Regions from separate parts of the Mus musculus genome. Here region 2 is linked to region 1. A link is a contact called in public Hi-C data. All regions are on one chromosome and are shown on one strand. Each heading gives the region's core, a stretch centred on a gene start, on an enhancer-like site or on the middle of the called end of the contact. The rest is flanking DNA. Distances are from core to core; before and after follow the strand shown.

Region 1 (6,179 bases), core at 1,062-3,561:
TTTAATAGCCTACCATAATAATGAACTAAATTTTGATAGCAATTTATTATTGAATATGAGCTCTATGAAGACTTAGGTTATTGTCATTTTGTCTAACATGCATGTCCTCAGGACATAGAAGAATGTCTGTCTTATATTAAGGTCTAGTACATGTTATCTAATAAATATTGTATAATAAAATGTAAAGAACATTATAGTATATTTTTATATTTATATGATTTCAACCTATTTGAATGTAATATTTTTACCCTATATTAGCATACCTTCTACCATTCTTAGTCATGTATTCATATATTACATTCTTTAATATTTGTAAAAGAATATCAAAATTTATAAAATTATCTATATCTTTTGCTTTAATATTTAAATAACTACAAGAAAAATAATAAAACTAGTTAGCAAAAAAAATTTAAATGATCTTTTTGTGCCTTTTGCCTCAAAACACCTTCATTTGTGCCACTATTTTATAGGCCTATGACACATCAATATGCTTGCTTAGACTAACCAATACCAAATGCACAATATATTACTTGAAATGTATTGAGTAGGAAATCCAGTAGTAAAATTTGCATAAACTATGCAGAAACAGTTCTCTTCAGGTAAATGATTGTTATAACTTCCGCCATCACCATATACATTCAAAGACAAGAACCATATTACTCAACCGATTTAAACAGTAGAAAGGAATTTTATGACTTCTCATAGGCATACATTATTTCATTGTAACTGTCAATAATGCGGATATTTATAGGTCAATGAATTATAAAATGTCCCAGTATCTATAAACTAATGCCTTAAGTCAGAAAGGCAGAAAGTGATATGCAAACAGGATAGCCATAGATGTGCACATGAGATAAATTGTAGCTTGGAGATCCAGAACATAGTGCATAGGTTTAATCGAGTCTTTTTTTTTCTAGAGAGAAATGAGGGCAGGCAGTGTGGTAAAAATGCCCATCTGTGTTTCAGAAATTTCAGAAATAGTTTTTTTCTTAAAGAAATCAATGTGAAAACCTTAAATTTTCTTTCAATGTACCACTCAAATAGAGTTTAAACATGTTGTTCCCGTTGTTAAATGACAATTCTCATGTCAGTGTGTGTGGTATGCTGCATGTACACAGGCAACATTATGTCAAACACCCTTAATTATGTTATTACCTTTTCCTGATGGTGTATAATGTCATATCCAAGAACTAATTTTGTGAACTGTTTAATATTGTAAGCTTGCAATTTTGTATTCTATTTTGTGTTAAATATATTTCCCTCTCACTGTGTATCCTGACATCACACTAAATTACACACTTTACTTTTAAGGATTATTAATGATTCTTCCTGCTAAATGATACCATGCTGACAAAACTATATTAATTTACATTTTACATGTGATATTTTAGAATCTAAAAATCAGAAGCAGACTTGTCATAGCATATATTATAAATATATTTTCTCATCTGATTACATATTATAAAAAATAAATATATCAAGTTTTTTTACACCAATAGAACCAGGTAATGCTATTCGATAACCAGGGAATATTTGTTTCAGAAATATTTAATATGATTTAATATTAAATGTCATTCATGTCCAAACATAAAGTTCTATAAGATATGAAAAACAAACCAAGTCTACAGTTAAAATTCCCAAGTTACAGAGAGAAAGGTAGATTTGTGAAAAAAAAAAAACTAACTTTCTACACAGCTAGTACAGGAAAAAAATCCTGTGTCCCAGTGAAACAGCACACCATCCCAGTCTTCTTCAATCTTATCACCTATATCAGGTCAAATGGCCTGTATGCTAAGTCTGTGTTCAATTTGCATTAACTAATACAAAACTGGAAGTTCATAAAATTAGCAAAGTCAGTTTAGATGTGCAATTCCAAACACTTCAAATTTGATTTTTCTTAGAAATTTGATTATGTATCATAAATTGTATCTAAATGATGAAAACATACTCTTGTGTGATATTAACTTGGAGATGATAGCTATTTGTTTATATTTTATATTGCTATCAAAACATTATATATATATATATATATACATATATCAAGTTATCAAACACTAATATCAAAAGAGTAAAAGTATCTATTTCTGGTTTCAATTTTACTTCCTCTGAATGTCTGTTATAATTTACTAGAAGTACAAACCACTTTCCCATTTTAAAACTATATGAACTTTTTTGTTCTCCTTTCAAATTCTGCATGTATCTAAGAAAAAATAGATATTGAAACAGAATTTTACTTTTGTGAGTGCTTGATAAGAATGTGGTTTTCAACAACCTTGTGAAACGCTCATACAGTTAGGAAGAACTTTGACAAAAGCCACATAGCACACGTTTCAGTCTTTCATTGCTGTATCATGCAAAGAACAAAACCCTGCTCCCGTGCTATCAGTTAATAAAACATTTCCTGAACTATTTAACTTCCGTACAAATTTAAACCATTTTTATGTTTTTATCATTTTTCTGTTAACAGTCAAATTCCAAAGGGAAACACTATTTACGTGTGTGTTTGCTTTTATTAAAAGCTGTTTGATTTTAAAAGGCGTTGCATGAGCAAAGGTGTTTGTTCAACTCTAGCCGATATATGTTATTACGGGCTTACTCTGAGTAAACTGCCATCTTGTTTGCTTAGAAAAAAATAAAATGGTAGAGTTAATTGAATGAAAACAGCATAGAAAGAATAACAACAGTCCCTTTCTTTATTTGAAATATGTCAACACAGAGATATGAATTTGAAAGTACAATATGTAAAATGTAGCAAAGATTAAAAAGTCTGGGAGATAACTTTTGTTTAAAATGTGGTCATTTACATGCAAGAAATCTATTTTTTTGGTTAAATATATATGATTCTTCAGAAGTTTATTGACTTAACATCCATGAAAGCAGTTAAATCACTGCATTATTGTTGATACTTTAATATATTTTGTTTTCATTGATTAACTATATTCATACATAACTTATATCATTGTCGTCACAAAACCCCTTATATTTCAGAAAATCTGTATTTCCCAACACTTTGTAGAGAAAGTATCTTAATGCTAATACCATTTAAAATTATTTCAAATCAACTTATCAATTATCGATAAAAATTTAAAACAAGCAGCAGAATTTCAAATTTGAGTAACAGTTGAAATCAGGTTAATTTTGATAAAAATAATTTGCAATATATGTATAGATGAAGTTTGAAGATACTCGTTGTCAACATTCTCACAGTATCTCAATTTGTACAGTACCCTACACAAATTCTTTTCCATCACACTTTTGAAGGCAACTTTCATCACTAAAATCATTTATTACAATGTAGAGCAAAACTGTTTTTAAAACAAACATTTGAAGAAATGATAATTAATATTAGAAAATCAATATTGAACTTTAATTACCTTCTTTAAGTTTTCTTAATGCTAAAGTCAACCAAGTAAAGTGTGCTATACTGGCATCATGGGAACGAGAGCTTATTTATGGACATCTATTTAGTTTTGTAACCTATGTGAATAAATATTGTTCCCATTTTTTTTCTTATCGTTCTTTTTAGTGACTCTTAAAATAATGGATCTTATTTAGGCTAGTGTTTGAGTCTGTGAGTGCAGAGTAGAGTTCAAATACTCTTCTCCTCTGTTTCCTCGCCTTGAACTGATTTAGATTTCTTTGACAATTTTATTTGGACTTTGCTAATTAGATAAACTTTTAAAAGTTTCCTCAAGAGATAAAATTAAAAATACATGAGTAAAATTTTCCAAACGACAATGTTTGTGTTATTTCTTCTCATTAGTTTCCTTAAGATCAAGGCAAGCTATAAGCAATCCATGAAACTTGAAGCATTTAAATTTACTTACCCCACTGCAGAGTTAGGACCTTAGGGTTATTGGTCTAATGTTCCATAAATCTGAATGTTTCGTGGGTTGTCTTAGCAACAAGTGCATCACTCTTCTGGAGAATTCTCTAGTCCGTGTCATAAGAGCTGTGCTTTATCCCAATATGCATTTCTACTGAAAAACAAATAACCCATTTTATGGAAGGCTAATGACAGGTCTTTCCTTAATGTTTATGATAATGAGGAGGAATTCTTAGTGTGTTTTTAATACATTCTTTTCAATAGAAGTAAGGTTCCTGATCAACTTTCTTATGATAACTTTAGAATTTCATAACAACATGCGATTGAAAACAAAATCAAATCATCAAAAATGCATTTGTGCACTACTTTCTGTATACAAATCTCCCCCTGAAAACTTTCTAATATTACTTTAAGTAAATATATTTTAAAAACATTCTTGTGAGAAATTTTGTTAAATTATGTTAACCGAGGAGAGTGGCACATGTTACTACTATTTCTCATCTCCTAAAGGCATTTGTAGAATCTCATTCTGAGGAAAAGTTGTTCTGGTCACTGCTATCCCAGATGAAAATGTCCCCAGGCCTTTGAACTGTTTGTAAACCACTGCAGAGAGGAAAATATTATTAGGGGACACAAAATGGCTAGGTGGTTGTCCAGAAAGAGAGTGTTCAATATTCACTTAAATGTGAAAATCTGAGCAGCAATCAGCTCAGTACATTTATTGGGTAATTATTATTTTCTTTACTTCCCAGATGAGATAACTAAGATGCTATGAGAGGAAGGAACCTTTCCAAAGTTGGTGGGGAAATAGCTTGGGACGAATATGAATATACAGTGGTGAGAAAGAACAAACTCTGTGGTCCAGAGCAACATACTTGCAAGGTGAACTTTAATTATAAAAATTATTTAAATCAGTGAACTTTAGTTACTGATTAAATAATAACCTTTGGGGTTGGGGATTTAGCTCAGTGGTAGAACGCTTGCCTAGCAAGCACAAGGCCCTGGGTTCGGTCCTCAGCTCTGGGGGAAAAAAAAGTTAATAATAACCTTTTATTTTTGTAATCTCATGCTATAAACAACCTATAGAAGTGAATTTTACATTTTATTAAGAGAAATCTGAGGAATAGGGAAATTTAGAACTAGTTTCAAGTCTGTTTATCATAAGGATTTGAAGCAGACCTTGTCAAATATTTTGTAATTTTATAAGTATGTTCTATTGTCATAAAATTGAATAATGAGTAGGGTGTTGATTAACTATAGGCAGAGGCATGTATCTGAGGTAATCTATACACACATAGTTCTTGAGCAACAATGGCTACATCATTATATATCATCTGGATTTTGAGGTAGCTGAAGGTAAAATATAAATAATAATATCTGGTAAACTGCATTTTTCTGTATATATTTTAAAGACTAATCTCTTTTGTGAATTCTGTTACATAAGTATATGGATGAAGTATATGGTGTGGAATATAGGCATAGAGTATATGGCATAGAGTATATGAAATAATAAAAAGCATATAAACAAAATGATTGAAAAATTGAAGTTGTACTTTTAGTATGTACTTATGATATCCCCAATGATTAAGATGTAGCCTTCATGATTTCCAGTTTTCAGTGCACAGAGTAGACAACAGTCCATACTGGGAGATGGAATATGGTTAATTTCATAAGATGATTCTCATATCAGCTACTCAAATATTTTTGGAACAATTCTATAGGTTGTTTACATAAGTTCGATTGTAAGCTCTGAGGAGTTTCCAGTTAATACTACCATGATAACCTATACAAGAGTGTGAAAAAAAAGTATTCTGGTGGTAAGTTAGCTCTTCCCAAAACTTGGGTGTTTAAAGTATTATTATTATTCATAATTTTATGTAACCTTTATATAGGTCAGGATACATCACAATTTACATTACATTATGTTAAACAAAACCTTCTTTTTTCATTTCTAAGAATTTCATTATGTCAGTTAATGTTTGTTAACATGGGTTTGTTAATTAACTAGTAACTTGTAAACACTCTTCAATAAAGGAATGCTGAACATATGTGGTCTCACATATCTGTGAGATATTATCACCTGACGATAATGCATTTAATAACTCTACAATTCAAGTGATATTTATGAGTGCAGAATTTCTATACAAGAGAAATGACTGTAAGTTTTTAAAGATATATTCTGATTACTGACAAATGCCATGAGCACATTATAAATAACTAAATCTAAGCAAACTGCCAGATTAGGGAAATGGAGACAAGGTTCAATCATGCAGAGGACGAATACATCAGGCTGTACTGTCACAGGTCAGATCCAGAGTAAGATGTGTGCAGCAGTCATCATCTCATCATCATC
Region 2 (6,179 bases), core at 1,224-3,723, 1.2 Mb after region 1:
CAGCAGCTGGATCATTTCTACCCCGAAACTGACAAGTTGCCCCACTCCCGCCCCCTCTCGGTAGATCCTCCCCCAGTGAGCGTTCATTAGCATAAAACTGGTTGGGTCAGGGACTGTCCCAAGGCCACCTCGGCGCACATGCACAAGGAAGACTAGGCGAGAAGTATTCAAGCCCTTAGCATCCTGTGGCAAAAGGACCACCTGCACCTTTCCTGAGCTACTAAACTCAGAAAAGAAAGTGGAAAGAAAAAAGAAAAAGAAAGAGCGAAGACTGGTCAATCCGCACTTTGAAAAGAGGGCGAGCAAGTCCCTTTCTTTTCTTCCCCACCTCTCCAATTCAGCTTCCAAGAGTCTGGGGCACCAGGTCATCTCCTAAAGAACAAAACGTGTTTGTGCCCTCGCATTTGCCCCGGGGCAAACGTACTTCTTTTTTTCTTTTCACGAGCGCGTGCGCGCGCGCGCGTACACACACGCACACACACACACACACACACACACACAGATAGGGAGACACAAACACACACATCCGCGCACACACAAACCCCTCCCCTACACAGGCTTCCCTCTGGGATGTGGGGCTGAACTCTTTGGTTGAACTCTCAGATTACCCCTGCTCCTCTCAGCGCCCGGTACTGTTCCGGTGCTGACTTCTCAGCGCCGCTCTCAGCTGCCAGCCCACCCTCTTTTCTTACTAGAGGAGCCCCCCTATCCCAGAGCGCATCCCTCAGCTTCGGAGCCCTGCAGGATCAGGGTCACGACCTCCCTCCTATCCCAGAGGTGCCCAGAGGCTTCTTGGAGGAACCCAGGTCCCAGGAGTGCACACTCAGGCAGTAGTGTCCGGAACGGGTGCAGGTCACCAGCGCGCCCGGGAAGGGGCTGTGACTCCTGGGAAGGCACCTTCCTCTGGTTCCCCACTCTGCATCCCAAGCTCAGCGGCAGCCTAGCCCGAATGCCCTAGGAAGCATCAGGAACACCCGGCCGGCACGGATCAGGCCGCGAGCAGTGCGAACTTGCCCAGGAGGTCGGGCGAAGGAGACTAGCCCCGGGGACCGACAGGAGAGGGCCGTGCTCGCCAGGGCGCGCAGCTCGCGGACGCGCTGAGCGGGCGGCGCCGGGAAGGGAGCAGGGGAAGGGCGAGGAGGAGGGTGGGAAAGGACCAGGGCGACAGAAGGTTTCCCCTCCGCTCTTTACCTGGCGTTGGTGCAGTCATTGTAGAGGGTCTCGAAGTCCTTCCTGGAGATGAGTTTGCAGCGGTTCACTCCGGGCTGGATGGCCCCCAGTCCCCTCAGGATGCGAACCTGTTCCACATTGCACACCACCGGCGTGATCTCCAACCGCTTCAGCTTGGTGTAGACGGTGTGCAAGCCCCCCACCAAGTGCTTCAGGAACAGGTCGAAAGCCTGGGGCAGGCAGATCAGCTCGCAGCCCTCCACCGTAAAGGAAGCCACTTTGGCCCCTCTCAGATCCACCATTTTGCACTCATTATTCTGGGGGGTGTTTTCCACTGGGGACGGGGTTGAGTACACGGGTTTCCCAGGGAGGGGGCCGCAGCTGCTGCTGCTACTGCTGCTGCTGCTGCTACTGCTGCTGCTGCTGCTACTGCTGCTGCTGCTGCTGCTACTGCTGCTGCTGCCGGTGCTCGCGGTGATGGGGGTGCTGGAGGCGCCGCCGCCGCCAGCGCTAACGCCGCCGCCGCTGCTCCCGGCCGCCAGGCTGGGGTTGCAGTTGCTCCCGCCGCCGCCTCCGTTGCCGCCGCTGCCACCGCCGCCTCCGCTGCCGCCGCCGCCGCCACCAGGAGAGGTGACTGTGGCCGCGGCTGAAGAAGAAGCAGAAGAGGCAATGGGCTCCGGCCGGAACAGAGTTGGCCCAGACGACGCCGGGGGTCCGATGGATGGAGCCGGAGACGAGGTCGCCGAGGAGGTGGAGGTGGTGGTGCCCGAGGAGGAAGCAGAAGTAGAGATCGGGGGTTGAGGGGGGACCAGCTGGGTCGGAGGGATCAAAGCCGCCGGCACTGCCATGGTCACATATAAGGGGAAACAGAAGGAGGAGAAGCGAGGGGGAAAAGTTGCCACACACCCCCCAAAGGGGAAGGGGGAGAAAGGGGGACAAGGATCGAGGTGGGGGGGGGGGCAGAGACAACAAGCACTCTAGGAAGGAACCTTAGTTGGAGAGAGGGAGAGAAGAGGAGAAAAAGGAGGTGAGGTTAAGAAAGAGCGAGCGCAGGAGGGGCGAGCGCGAGAGGCGCTCGAGAGAGAAACGCACAAAAGTGTCCCGCAAGTCGAAATGCGAGTCCTCTCTCGGGGCTGGGATCGCGGGCTGCTCTTGGGGGGGGAGAGGCGGGGGTGGGGCGGGGAGGGTCGGCTGGTGGTGTGTGGGTCCCGCTCTAGCACAAAGTTAAGGATGAAGGTGAAAAGGAGGAGGGTTGAGGGACTTGGGTTCTCCCTGGCAAGTACATTGATCAAAGATTGAGAGGGGAATGACAGAGAGAAAATGAGCTGAAAGTGCAGGCTGCCGGCTGGACGAGTTGTTGTTGTCACACGGTGCGGAGGGGAGGAGCTCCGGATACTTGAAATACCCTTTGAAGCCGCGAAAACCTCACTCACTAGTATTAACCCAAATTATCCAACCAGGAACTCGGAGCACAGACTCCAAGAGCGCGAGACCGAGGAAAGGGGGTGGGTAGAAAACGGGAGTGGGGGGGGAGGGTACGGAGGAAAAGGGTGGGAGGAAAGCCCTAGAAAAGCCGGGGCCCAAGAGTGGTGCTCAGAGAGAGGGAGAGAAAGCTGGTCATCTACTTCTCTCGCGCTGCTACCGTTACATCCCCTGCCACCTCCTCTGTGGCTTTGAAGGAGAAGACTCTTAGCTCCCACCCACCCACCCACCCCAAAAAGGTTCTGAGCAAACGCCTCATGACTGAAAGAGCGGCGGTGCCGCTGCCAGCTCACCTTCAAGGATTTAGGTTCACACACACACACACACACACACACACACACGCGCGCGCGGGGCATTTGTGCAAGCAGTTACAAAAGGAAACATCCCCAGCTCATGACTGTTGGGCAATTATTATTATTATTATTATTATTATTATTATTATTATTATTATTATTATTATTATTATAGGAAAATTCACATGTAAGCAGTGTGGACTATTTTGTGTATCTGACGGGTTTTTTTTCTATATCAAAAATGTTTATATAAAGATAAAGAAGAGTTTTCAAGCTGCGGGAAGAAAGTCACTTAAGAATAATGGGTGCTCCTGATCCTAGTAGACAGGGATACAGTGGATTAAAACAACTTCCCTTTCACCTCCAGAGATTGGTCAGGGATGACTTCTTTATCTAGAAATTTCTAAAGAGATCAGCTGTCCTTGAAGATTAGAAAGTAGAATACAAAAACACACTGATGTTTCTTACCCAAAACTCTAATTAATTCACCTGGTCTTGCACAGTAATCAACTCTCATTTCTCCTTCAGTACCCGAGGAGAGTCGAAAGTGTGTTATTTAAGTCACACAATAATTATTGGGTTCCTTTCATATTTGGAAAGTCCTGCTATGTTTTGGGAACTTCGTTTTTGCTTTCTCAGTGAGAATGTGTTTGTAAAGAATGAAATAGAAACTAAGCCTCCTGGTTGACTTGTAAACACAGAAGGCAGAAGGGAATAGTGGTTTGGGGCTGCATGAGGGGAGTAAGACACTCATTTTCTCCTCCTGTCTTCTCTAACTTGTTGCACAGCGATGTTTTTTCCGGGATGTTTGACCAGCATAGAATTTGAGCATAGGTCCTGTGTGTTTGTTGCTTATATCTCTAGGAATCTGGAGTAGTTAGGCATTGAACCTGTCTACACATGTCTAAAGATTTCATAAGATGTGAGGAGGCAGCATATGACAGATTTAAGAAATAAACTATTATAACAGGCTTGTTGATTTGAGAAATGTTAGGATGTTATTTTTGCCATTTAGGTATTGAAATTATCACTTTTGTCTTTATCTTTTTAAATCCACTGAACTCTGAAGTTTATTGTCTAAGTATATAGGAATCCGTTAAAGTGAAATATGACACTATTGTCTTATTACTCTTTTATGCTAAACTTTGAGGCACAATACTTGCATTGGAAGGCTTTCTTACAGTGTAAGAATTTTTTAAAAATTGAATAAAAGTATATAAACTTCTACAAAGATAGATGAAGCTTTCACAGCTGTTTGCCCCAGTGTGTTATAATGAGGTGAGGTTTAATAATTTTTGAATCATCAAACCTATTCTTAACTAAAAGCATAGATTCAGTATATACCACAAATATCAAAATATATTTTAGAAATATTGCCAATTTTTAAAATGTCAAATTGCTGCATTTGTGAAATACAACACTGTGGAAAGTGCTAAACTCTAAAAGAAAAAAAAACTAATTTATTTGTGAATGCCATTCCTAACTTCAATAAAATCTAGTGTGCTTTTTAAATGGTAAATTATGGAATGTTTCAATTATTGGTACCACAAATAGAAACGGCCAGTTATAAGTGGGCAAAGCCTGACCTTACCATTCTCATTCTTATGTTTCCTTAAACTATCACTCATCCAAAATCTGCCACACTCTGAAGAAGCAACAAACAGGAAGAGAAGCAGTGATGCATAGCTATAATTCCACCCTGCTTCCAGCCAACTTCAAATGTTCTGCAGGGAAACAAGGGCTCCATGCACGGGCTTCACTTAGAAGCAAAGCCCCTGTACCTATATGTGACTCCTCCCCTCCCCCCACCTCAGGTTTCTGAACCTTTTGAAGGAACCACCACTTGTTCCTTCCAAACAATAGGGTTTGTAAAGTCAAAGGTTGCAAAATAAAATGTACCGGAAAGAGAACGCCTGGAAAAGCATACTGCTTTTATCTCTTTCTTTCCTATTCTTGGAGAAATTCTTTCCTGCGATGAAGAAGTCAAACCGTGTTTAACACAGCACATAGATCAACTTAAGAAAGATTTCAAATTCCCCATTGAATCTTTCGCATGGAAAGCTTTTGTCCTGTTTATTGTTTTACAGGTCTTGGTTTTTAAGATGCTCTCCATCCATCTACTCTTTCCTAACCTTCATTCAATTTGAATAAGCAAAACTCAAAGTACTGTAACTGATATTAGAAAATTCTCCCTATGTTTTGTGGAGACGTATTGTGCTGAAATCAATAAGACTGTTTAAAATTCAAAGACCTGCAAATCGTTCTGTTTGTCCTTTGATAGGGCCTATGCTGATTAAAATGCTACCAAGAAAGCTTAATTGCTGCACTAATTAAGAAGTCTTTAATTTCTTTCTTAGGATATCGTTTGAAGCTTAGCTTGTACAGTTCAGGGAAGGTATTTTCTTCCCTCCTTCTGCCCTCTTCTGGCCCCTCCCCTCCCCTCCCCCTCCTCTCCCCATTTGAGGAGCCCGATTAGAATGGGAACTCATAAAAAGAATGGTCTCATCATTTATTACTTAACAAAAATCGGCACAGGATACAGACTTCAGCTCAGTATAAAATGCAGTTTGGAGAAGAGCTGCAAGCTTTGCAGGAGACAGTGAGAAAATACAAAGTAGCTGTTGCAGCTAAAGACCTGGTGATTACCTGAATGGTAGCAGGCACTTTAGTGGGCGATGAGAGCATCCTATTTGGTTAAAAGGCTCAGTGGCAAATGGGGACACATAAAAACATGCTTCCACAACCTGTGGTTTCAAAGGGGAAGAATAAATGTGTAAAAAGATGGATTTGTAGTTGGGATTTGGTAAGTATCATTTTATTTGAGTATAAAAAGATGCATTCTGTGGGGATTTGTTTTTGACCCTTTTAATAACTCAGGGAGGCACAGAACTGTACTACATCTCGTCCGTTCTTATCTATTGGCATGTTGCATTCAGTGATTTCTCAAGTGGGGAAACTGACTAAATGATTTCACAAAGCTTTCTCTGTAATCAATAGTCATTTTTTAGGTTTATTCATGCTGCATTATAATTCTGGTAAATGACTGCAAAGAAGAAGATTGTAAGAAAGATACAAATATTGACAGATCTAAGATAAGTCAGGTCTTCATTCCTCAGAGTTTCAATATAGCAACTGGTATAGTGTTTTTCTTTAAAAAAATAAAAATAAAAAAAAACTTAATTCTTTTTAGCAACATAAGAAAACATAGAGTAACAGTGCAATGTGTATATGAAT

What was found. A called contact is a pair of places that touch in the nucleus more often than the background predicts.
Region 2: a Hi-C map of erythroid progenitors shows a contact between it and region 1, with 5 times the contacts expected there. The contact joins the promoter of Dach1 here to the enhancer-like site in region 1. A contact is called at or near these places in 3 of 39 promoter capture datasets (the HPC-7 cell line and hippocampal neurons), 2 of 484 Hi-C or Micro-C datasets (the AML12 cell line and erythroid progenitors) and 5 of 115 datasets of contacts at active chromatin or transcription factors (embryonic forebrain, embryonic hindbrain, embryonic limb bud and 2 more).

What each region holds. Positions count from the first base shown.
Region 1 is chr14:96,988,415-96,994,593 of GRCm38.p6, forward strand. No RefSeq gene overlaps it. Among named protein-coding and RNA genes, the nearest start is that of Gm33525, 61 kb to the right of the region's middle. Within about 2 kb of position 2,312, at least 18 of the 459 cell types and tissues checked have an H3K27ac peak or open chromatin away from gene starts, as enhancers often do. A contact at or near this core is called in the HPC-7 cell line and erythroid progenitors, where this site is marked.
Region 2 is chr14:98,167,292-98,173,470 of GRCm38.p6, forward strand. It overlaps Dach1 (dachshund family transcription factor 1), which reads right to left and starts at 2,474. Exons shown (of 12, transcript NM_007826.3): 1 at 1,192-2,474. The coding sequence starts at 2,018. It overlaps Gm33583 (a long non-coding RNA gene), which reads left to right and starts at 2,613. Exons shown (of 2, transcript XR_003951195.1): 1 at 2,613-2,675.